Linked DNA regions of Gossypium hirsutum: region 1 is linked to region 2. A link is a contact called in public Hi-C data. All regions are on one chromosome and are shown on one strand. Each heading gives the region's core, a stretch centred on a gene start, on an enhancer-like site or on the middle of the called end of the contact. The rest is flanking DNA. Distances are from core to core; before and after follow the strand shown. Region 1 holds the start of LOC107926891 (kinesin-like protein KIN-14I). Region 2 has its middle 5.1 kb from the start of LOC121204555.

Evidence for each region. A called contact is a pair of places that touch in the nucleus more often than the background predicts.
Region 1: a contact with region 2 is called in a Hi-C map of leaf, with 2.6 times the contacts expected there. The contact joins the promoter of LOC107926891 here to the enhancer-like site in region 2. A contact is called at or near these places in 8 of 34 Hi-C or Micro-C datasets (hypocotyl, leaf and seedling).

What each region holds. Positions count from the first base shown.
Region 1 is chrA08:94,612,639-94,618,649 of Gossypium_hirsutum_v2.1, forward strand. LOC107926891 (kinesin-like protein KIN-14I) reads right to left here and starts at 4,214. Exons shown (of 18, transcript XM_041074571.1): 1 at 3,694-4,214; 2 at 2,924-3,090; 3 at 2,710-2,853; 4 at 1-70. The coding sequence starts at 3,808.
Region 2 is chrA08:94,440,831-94,445,977 of Gossypium_hirsutum_v2.1, forward strand. No RefSeq gene overlaps it. Among protein-coding and RNA genes, the nearest start is that of LOC121204555, 5.1 kb to the right of the region's middle. Within about 2 kb of position 3,026, at least 8 of the 9 cell types and tissues checked have an H3K27ac peak or open chromatin away from gene starts, as enhancers often do. A contact at or near this core is called in hypocotyl and leaf, where this site is marked.

The DNA of each region.
Region 1 (6,011 bases), core at 2,964-5,463, 170 kb after region 2:
CTGCGAGCTTCCACTCGTTATAGGACTTGAGCGCTAGAACACAGTTCACCACTCTTGTAGATTTGCCCCTCTGAAGAATTTTAACCAATTTACGAACAAATTAAAGCATATCATCTATTATGTACTATATAATACCTTATCCTAAATTATAGTTAGTTATTAAAACCAACTTGTAAAGGTTGAGCCAAAATTGGTTAGTAAATTCAAATTTGATTTTGGACCAATTAATAGTTATAGATATGTATTAATAGTTTTAAAATATATTATTATTATAATAATATATAATATATTAATTATTATATAAGTTGAAATATACTCTAATTCACTGTACTCTTTGTATATTTGAAAGTTAATCCTCCTACTATATTATATAATGTTTATCATATCATATAAAATATAATATATTAATAGTTTATAAACATACATTAATAATTAAACGTTATAATATTATGTAATGCTATATATTTTATTATAATTTATAACATAATAATAGTTATATATATTAATAGTTTTAGTAATAGTTATATATCTCTTTATACGATTAATATTTTAACGACTCACCCATCACATTTTATATTTCATTCATGTCAAATTTGATGTCAATTAAAATTTTCTAACTATTTATTTTATGTAAGAAAACTTCTACCATTTAATAAATATTAATATATATATATATAGTATTTTAGATCAATATGATATAGATATCAGATTGATTCAAAAAGTTACATGCATGACAAGTACAATTATATCGATAAATTCAAATGTTAGATTGTTAAAATATTAATTGCATAAAATTGTGTAAAAAAGTAATTTTACAACGGTGTAAGTGATTCCTACTTATATCCTATATATATATATAGATATATATTATGTAATAATATATCATCTATTATACTTAGCGATTAAAATCAATTTAACCAACAAATCAAGCCAATTAAATCAAACTAGTTGGTAAATTCAGTTTTGATTTTGGACAAATTAATAATTATATATATGTATGTATTAATAGTTTGAAAGTATATTATTACATTATGTAATACTATATCACATACTGCAATAGTAATAAGTAATATTTTAATTATCATTATATATTATTGTTTATTATTATATTGGTTGAAATATGTTTTAAATCCATGTACTCTTTATACATTTGAAAGTTAACCCTACTACTATATTATATAATGTTATATCATAATGTATGATATATATATATATAATATTAATAGTTTATATATTTGCATTAATAAATAAATCTTATAATATTATGTAATACTATGCCGTTTTTTTAGAATCTATAATATGATATAATAATAGTTATATATATGTATTAAAGTTTTAATAATAGTTACATACAATATTATATAACAGTATATCATCTATTATAGCTAGTGATTGAAACAAACTTAACCGACCAAATCAAGCCAATTTAAACAAATTGGTTAATAAATTCGATTTTTATTTTGGACCAATTAATAGTATACATATACTATAATAGTAGTATATAATATATTAATTATTATATATTATTGTTTATCATTATACTAGTTGAAATATGTTTTAAGTCATTATACTCTTTGTATATTTGAAAGTTAGCCCTCCTATTATATTATATAATGTTTTATAATATCATGCAATATATGATATATTAATAGTTTATATATATACATCAATTGTTAAATATAATAGATTAATATATTAATAATTTATATATATGCATTAAGATCAGATTAGGCAATTGATTGATTTGATGTTGTCAGTTCGGTTTTGATTTTGAAATTCAAAACTGTTTAGATTAATTAACTAAATTTACACTTATTAAATGCAATATATATATTTAAGCCCAAACACAAACTCAAAGCCCAAGCCAATACCAAACAAACCCAAACTCAATGCCAATCAAACCCAAACCTAAGCCAATTTAAATTTTATACAAAACCCAACTACAATAAAAATAAACACATTCCAAATTAAAAATTAATATAAATATAAAAATATTAATAGAAACATTAAACATTAATAAAAAACCTAAAGGTAAAGCCTACCATCCTAAATCATTAAAATTAAATTTATTAGTAATGTTATTAGTATTGCATAATGAATCATGTCTAATCATTTGAGATAAGTATAACACCAATTATCATATTATTAAATTAATATATTATGTTATTATATATTTTATATTATTATCAAATTTAATTATATAAATTGAAAGAATTATTAATTTTATATATTTATACATATATAATTATAGTATTAAAAATATGTTATATTTCATTTTATAATCTAATAAAAAATTTTTAATATAAATGTGTAATGCACATTTTCATAAAATAAATAATAATAATTATTTTAAGTAATATAATGAATTATTAACGCCTTTTTATAATTTTTCAGTTATAAATTAGAAATTTTTTGAGTTTTGAGTCAAATTTATTTCAAGTTCGTGCTAAATCAATCTCTAATTCAAATTTTTATAGGCTTTCTCAAAATAGAATTTTATTAAGCTAAAATTTTTTCGGTCTCAAGCTTTTTATGTCTTATATTTTCTTAAACTCAAATTTTTTCGAGCTCAAATCTATTATGAATTCAAGATTTCTTCAACTCAAATTATTATGTGCTTGAATAGTACGGACCAACTTTCAAACTCGAGCTATTTCCGAAAATGAAACCAGTACTTACTAAACGAAAGAATCGAGATTGGAAACATACTTGTTCTAGATCAGATGCCTCGAATGTTGGAAGCCGCAATTCTTGGCCCGCTATCAAGAAATTCCTTACATTTTCAAAGTACTGAAATACTGACAATGCAGCTCCATCAGGAATGAGAGCTGCATCACATGGACTTTCCACCACCTAAAAACCAACCACCAAATTAATTACTGGTAATTAAAAGGAAAATCAATTTTAAAGAAAAAGTCTCAACCTTAGGCACAGCTCCAGGTTGAACTTTATTAAGAACATTGCATAGGATTATTCCACTCCTCAAACCAAGCCTAAATTCTTCCTCCGATGGCTCTGCCGGCAAATCTTTAGCCGCCACAACTCCGACCATCTTCCTTAGCCATCTAGCAGCTTCGTACCTCCTTGATGCTGCCATACAAAAGATCATCACATTCAAATTTTACTGACCAACAAAACACAATTCATCTCAATTTTGTTTTCTTTTGAAGAAAATGAAGTGGAGGGGATCAGAGGCTGGATTTAGAATAAGAAACCCATCATTTATCAACATTTTTCATGAAATTACATCGTTGTGACTGATTAAGGTTATAAAATGGAAAGAACGCATGTTTTGCAGTAGAAAATGAATCATCATTCAACAAAATCCAGATGATCATCACATTTTCTTTCTTTCTTTCTTTTTTTTTTGGGGGGGGGGGGTTCACTTTTTAAATTCCATATGTAAATTTATTAATGTCATTCAAAATTTACTCTTCTCACTAGCAAGGCATAATTCATCTCTATTTTGTTTTGAAAAGAAAATAAAAGCTGTAACATGATCAATGATCAGGAGGTTTTCCTTTTACTAATTCAAAGAAAGTAGGCATCAGAGACTGGAATTGGAATTAAAATATATACATTCCCACATTTTCCATGAAATTACATCACAGTGTTTGCACTTGAAAATTAATCATCATTCAACAAAATCCAGATTCTGCCATTAAAGGAGAAAAAAGAAAAGAAAAAGAGTACCAGTTAATTCAGCTTTTTTAGATTCCAAATCAAAATCCTTGGAGCGATTGCCATGTTCCGAGAAATCTTCCACAACTGAAGCAACTGAAAACGACAACGTTCTCTCTGCCGCCATTTTCTCTCCACAAATTATTCCCGGAAATTTCTTCTTTTTTTCTCTCACAACTCCACCATCCAAAAAAAAAAAATCCCCCAGATGATGAAAAAATGAGGTACCAAAAACAGAAGAATGAGATTAAAAAAAAAAGGGGGAAGTTTGGTGGGGGAAATAAATGGGAGTTGAAGTTTCCTTTATATGATATTAACACTGAACTTCGACAACACAAATCACATTCTCCGTTACCTTTTTTTTCTTTTGCTTTTGCTTTTCTGATTCTTTGTACAATGTACAAACCAAAGCTAACTCTGCTTTATAGTTTATAGTTGCATACATTTACACCACTTTGAATATATATATATATATATATTTCCTTCTCCCAAACCTACTATTACGCCAAACCTCTTTCCCAACCTCACCTCGTTAGAACTCAGAAGTGAACTCTGTTTTTGTTAAAATCTAAGGGTTATACTCGAAATGACGGTCAAGTAGTGATATTAAAATAAAAATTCGATTCGTTCGTTGAATTGAAAATTGAAGGATATAAACTGAATCATTTGTGATTTAGTAAAAAAATAAAAATAAAAATTAATGATTTAACTGATCAAATTATTTATAATTTTTTAAATATTTATTTAATTATTATTGAACCAACAGTTAAATTAATTGAAGTGAAAAAAAATAGTTTAATCAATTTATATGTTTTTTTTATAAAAAAAATTGGGTAAAATGAATTACAATATTGTTTAAAAATGATGAAGTGCCTAAAAACAGAAAAAGATATGGTTAATAATAGAGCAGCTCAAAACAAATTGAAATTACAGTTTGTTTCAACTAATGTTAAACCAACCCTTAATTAGTATCTTGTTTACCAAACAATGTGGTTACAAGAGTTGAATCTTTATTTATTTCTTTCTAACAAATCAATTACTTAGGAGAAAGACGGACCCCGCTGATCCCGACCGGTAGGTAACAGGCACCTTTTGGTTGTTGAAAATCTCAAAACGGTTACCAAATAGCATATCTTTGTGTCGTTTTGAGATCCGCTTTAGCTATAACGCTTCGGATATACGTGTTTGGACTTTATTCATCCTGAGGGTTAAGTAAGCCAAATGATGGATTTTTTTTAGTGTTGATAATATTTTGAATCTAAACTCCATTAAGAGCTCGAGTTCTTAAAAAGACGTTTATATAATTAATTATTGAAAATTTTAGAATCGTGTCTTGTAAACACGTCATTTTTTTAGGTTTTATTATTTCAGAGTTGGGAAACAAAACCTCTCACTAAGGAATGTGTGTGCACCTGTATAAGAGATAAAACTTAACGAGATATTGGCTTAATAGTAATGTTGAGATTTTGAGAACAAAATTTTTCAAGTTCGAGTCTAAACATCAATAAATACTATGCGTAGATTATCTTTTAAATTTATTCTATATTTAAATCTCATTATATGTAGGTGATATCCGTAATTATTCTAATTTTCAATTTGGTTACATTTATATTAAGTTGATTATAGTTATACTTATTTAAACATGTATTATTTGTGATTATAAAAGCTACAATTGAAATTGAATATTTTTTTTTCAATTAATATCTATATATTGGAAGTTCCTTTTTTTTTTATATGGATTTATGATTTATTGGTGACTGTTAGATTAAATCAAGTGGTTGAGATCTTAGAGAAAGTTATGACAAATTTAAGCTTCTCTTAACATTCATATGAAAAGGGATGTAGTTTATCAAATGCTGGCGGAGCGATCACGTTATAAAATTTAATGCCAATTATAGTCTATTAATTAACGAACAAGCATAAAGGTTTTTGTATAGTAGAAACACTTTCCAACCGAAAAAGTCTAATCTAATAAATTTTCTACCCAACATAAATATATATATAACACCACCTTAAATAATACGATAAATTTAAGGGTTAATTCCATAGAATGTCTTCAAACTATTGTTTAGATTTTAAATTAGTCCTTAAACTTCAAAACATTTTAATTGAATAATGTTAGTTTGGATTGAATGTGGAGCATATTTAAAATATGAGGATTAAATTGTAAATATATGAATACTTACTACATAGAGAACCAAAGGTAAAGTGATAAAGAATAGCAGAAAAAGATCATATTCAAATTGTTTGACTAGAAAAAGAAGGATTCAGATTTGATCTGTAAAGAAGAAATAAATAAATTTAGAAATAAAGAAAACAAAAACACTAAA
Region 2 (5,147 bases), core at 1,776-4,275:
GCCTTGCGGGATCTTCAAGGATTGCATAAAGTAGGTAGGGATTGTAAGAAGAACCAATTGAGCTAACGTAACCCTGCTGGCTAAAGACAATTTCCTTGCGTCCCAACTTTGTAGCCTCGATTTGACTTTGTCCACAACAAATTTTAGTGAACTAATGGTAACCCTATCGTGAAAGAGAGGAACCCCCAAATACGAACCTTGATTCAAGACTCTACAGAAACCAAGTATAGCATAAAGATGTCCCGCTAATTTTCATCCATACCATTAGAAAAGAAAATATTCATTTTTTGAGCATTCACTCGATGTCTAGAGTAACCACAGAAGTTATCCAACAAATTCTTTATAAGCCTAGCTTGTCTGATATCAACTTTTCCAAAAATAATAAGATCATCAGTAAAAAATAGATGAGAAAGGTTAGGACCATACCTGAATAGTCGAATGGGGGACCAAAAGCCTAAACTTACAGATGAACCGATGCTCTGACCTAACCAATCTATACAAAGAACAAAAAGATACAGAGAGAGGGGGCACCTCTGTTTGATACCTATAACTAGTCTAAACTTCTAAATGGGAACCTTGTTCTAGAAAATTTGTATGGTAAAAATCATGATAGCAGATATAATGACTTTCCTAAGAAATCGGGAATATTTGCCACTTAAAGGGAGGTGTCAATAAAGTCCCAACTCATTAAGTTATAGGCTTTTTCCAAGTCGATCTTAATAGCTATCCACTTTTTATGTATGCTCATCATAGAATGAATAACCTATTGGACCACAATAATATTATTCTTAATGTTCCTCCCAGCAATAAAACCAGCTTACTCTTTACCTACGATTCTTGATAAAACCACTTTAAACCTGTTAGCAATAATCTTCATAACCAGCTTGTAAAGAACTGAACACAAGCTTATTGGACGGAACTACGCACCCTTCGAGATTTTGGACCTTAGGGATAAGCACCAGAAGAGTATTATTAAGATCATTATCAATTGGCTCACCATAAAAAAATTTCTTAACCCAATTACAAATAGCTCCACCAACCAACTCCCATTGACTTTAAAAGAAAGGAGCGTGAAAACTATCGCTACCAAGTGCTTTTAGAGATGCCATGGCAAACATAGCCAATTTTATCTCTTCATCAGAAACAGTTCTCATCAAGAAAACCTCATCATCATATCTAAGCTTCAAAAAGGAGCTAGGGGGTAACGCTTTCGTACAAATTAGTACCTCCTCATACAAATTCTTAAAAAACCTAACAGTTTTAGTTTGGAACCACTCATCTTTAAAAATCCATTCACCCTCATCGTTATTTAAAGCAGAAATTTTACTACGATTCCTTCTCTGAACCGCGCAGAAGTGGAAAAATTTAGTATTCCTATCGCCAAACTATAACTAATCACACCTAGCTTTTTATTTTCAAAGAAGCTCATGAAGGACGTATTCCAACTCTTCCCGAATCTGAGTTTCCACCATATTTAAATTCACAGAAAAACATCTTTCTAGGGCTTTTGGACATTATATAACCTCTGCATCATATACTTCTTTCGGACTCTAGCTCTAGTAATACTATAAATAGAATTATTCCAAACTTTAATATATCGGTAAAACTATTCAGGGAATCAGTCATGTTACCTTTAAAACTTCACTTTTCTTTCACGAAATCTAAACAATTAGGATGCTCTACCCATCTAGCAATGAACTTGAAGGGATAACCTTTGGGCAAGATAAATTTTGGATTAAGTAACAAAAACAGAGGTCTGTGATCCGACTTGATTCTCGGGGGATGAATGACTGACCAATTCGGAAAAGTTCTTAACTGAGAATTATTTCCAATAGTTCTATCCAATCTTTCAAAAAGCCCACCACAATACCAAGTGAATGAAGACCCCTTGAAACCTAAATCCTGCAAGTTAGACACTTCAAGAAAATCATTAAAGAGATGGCATCCTTTCCCAACAGTTCACCCTCCTTTCTTTTCACTCGAATAAAAAAAAGCATTAAAATCACCAATAGCCATCCAAGGAGTATCATCTGTTGGAATGACAGAACAAAGTTCCACCCAAAGTTTCCTTATTTTCTGTCTATCAAGACTACCATACACAAAAACAATGATAATAGGTAAAACAGAATCAATTCTAAAAACTTGTATACAAATAAATTGAGAATTAATACATAAAACCTTAATGGAAAGTTGTTCCATCCATCTCACCCAGATGCCTCTAGAGAATCCAATAGCCTCTACCTTGTGAGAACATTGAAAACCCAAACAAAAAATAATCTTATCTGCTTTAAAACCACTTATTCTTGTTTCCAGCAAGCTAACAATATTAGGATTATACTCTCTGTTGTACTAACGAAAATAACGAATAAACTTTGGACTTATACATCCCTAGCAATTCCATGAAAAACCCGTTAAGTTCATAATAAATAAATAAATAAATAAAGAGACCAACTTACTAGTCTGAGCCCAAATGCTCAAGATTCTATACTCCTACCGAGGCTTCTGATCCTTTAATATTTTATTTGTCAAATTTATCATTAATAACCTCAATCAAGGTATTCATAGAATTAGACAATGTAACTCGAGCATTCCTAATGAACTTAAAACTATTCCCACAATTACGAATAGTCTTATCCAATTTTTTTCCATTACGGTTTCTTCCAACATTTTCAAAAGATCCATGACTTTTTGGACTACCCCCAACTTTAATATCACTTCCAATATTTTTTCTTTTATCAAAAGCAATCCTATTATTGAAAATGACAGCCGTATGTTTCACTGGGTCCAAGAATTTATCATCTAATTTAATCATAATCCTTTTCGAACATTCAAAAGTGGGATTGTCACGAGAAGTTGTTAAATTAGAATTAATTAATGAGTTAGCAATTTCAATCGAATCTGTACTGGAAAAATCCAATTGTTTACTAGCCCCAAAAATGTTTTCATTTAATTCTGTTTTAGTGCTCTGCCCACACGTTTCCAAGAAAGAGCCATCCCCATTAAATGTTTGGCCCTTAGACTGAGTGGACCCATCTATAAAGAGACTTTTCGATATTTATTGTGGACCACCTTTCCTAGTTTGTCAGATCACAAGGTCCTTAGCAATTTCCCATACAGCCCACAAGCTTAAGTCGACACTATCTCATTTTTACAGCCCATTATTGTTAACTATCGTGGCTTAACTCTTTGGGTTCACAATAGAAGCATTAATGCCTGCATCATTAACAAAAAAATAGGGATTTTTCTTGCTTAAAACCTGGCCCAAATTATCAATAACAAGCTCAACTGACCCATCTGTCTTATTATGAAAACTATTCAGTTCTGTCCCTTCAACATTCACACCTATTTTCTTCTTTCCCCAGAATTCGCACAGACACACCTTTAATATTTTTAATTTCCTTAACAGAACCCCCCAAAATCCTATCTTCCTTCCCTTCCCCTATTGAATCCAAATTCTCCTTCTATTCAACACCGAAAATCTCGACCCCAATCTAGATTTTCCTTGAATCTCTTTCCTCTGATTACGCGAGCTTTTCGTTTCACCACCATCCACGGTCGAAAAGCAAATCCCCAACCCGCAGTCATCAATTCCGCCAAGTCCTTGTTGCCATTGACTTCCTCGACCATAATACTCTTTTTAGCCACCAGCGAAGGGCATAAGTCTTTCAGATTACCATATTTTTCACAAAAAAAAAGTAGATGGTCAGTAAAGCTTCATACTCGACCATTTGTAGTTCTTTATTTACTATAACTTGGGATATAAGGGATTTACTGAGATCAACAAAAACAACCATTCTAGCAAAACCTCTTGTTTTTTTGTCAGTATTAAGGTCAAGCTTGACCACATTTCCCACAAAACCTCCAACAACTTCCAGAATTCTCCGTTTATACATGAAACCCGAGAGTCCTGGTAATCTAATCCAAGCTAACACCATACTCGGGTAAGGTTTCATAGGATTAAAATACTTTGTCCATGGCTGAACAATGAGGTATTGGCCATATATGACAAGGACCTTATTATAATCCTCAATACTCTGAAATTTTGCTAAGAAATAGCCATTCTCTATATCCATAAGATTGAACGACTTAGATGATCGCCATAAGCTACTAATCTGGTTGAACAGAGCTATGTAACCAATATTCCTACCCAACAATTTCAACGCCACTAAAGTCTCATATCCTTGAAAAGGACATGTTGAATACGTTTCGAAAATTCTATTGCCAGGATGCCATTAACCATAGTTTTTTTAACGTCCCCTTCCAAAAATTCAATTTCTCCCTCATTATCCTTACTAGCAAATTGATGCCTTTCACCTTGATTGGGATCCCCTTTTCCAATAAGCATCTACTTCCAAGAGATCTTTGCTGGTGAAACCAAGTCCTTTGATGGTGAGACTACATCCCCTATCATTTCGACATCCGCAATACTGTTGTCTTCCTTAAATCTGACTTTTTTTGTTTCCCGATCGACGGCTGACCTAGATTTAGAAACATTACCAATTTCTAGATAAGACATTTTCAGTCGTATTTACAATTTGCTCCATTGTTTTACCTTTTCTTAATCTTTTAAGAACTCAAATTTGCTTTATTGTTAAGTCGCGGGATTGCACCGCTAAATTTTTTTATGGGTAAAGATTAAATTATATTTTTTTAAAGGGGTTAAAATATAATTTCATCATTACATTAATATATTATTTCATAATGTTTAAAGGGATTACAAAAGAAATTTACCATCTTAAAATGTCAAGATGCAATTTAATCATTATATTAACTTAAAAATTCAAATTTTTAAATGCGCTAATTTTTTATATATCATTTTAGGTGGTCAAGGCCCTTTTGCCTTTTTGTATCGTCCTTGATTTCATTCTCTTATGTGTTAAAGCCCAAAAGACCAAAAAATCAACCCTAAACTAAAACCTTTATTTTTTGTTGAACCTGAAAGCAATCCCAACTTCATCTTATTATTATTATTATTGTTATTATCAACCAAGGTACTTTCTCTATCCTTTCATCCGTTACCATTTTTATTCTTTTCCTTATTTGTTATCATCAATTTAACTCAATGAAAAACACTCTAATTAGCTCGAGTATGACTCGTATTGCAACAATGGCGAAACTAATGGGGTTGGCAAGGGTTTCGATCTACC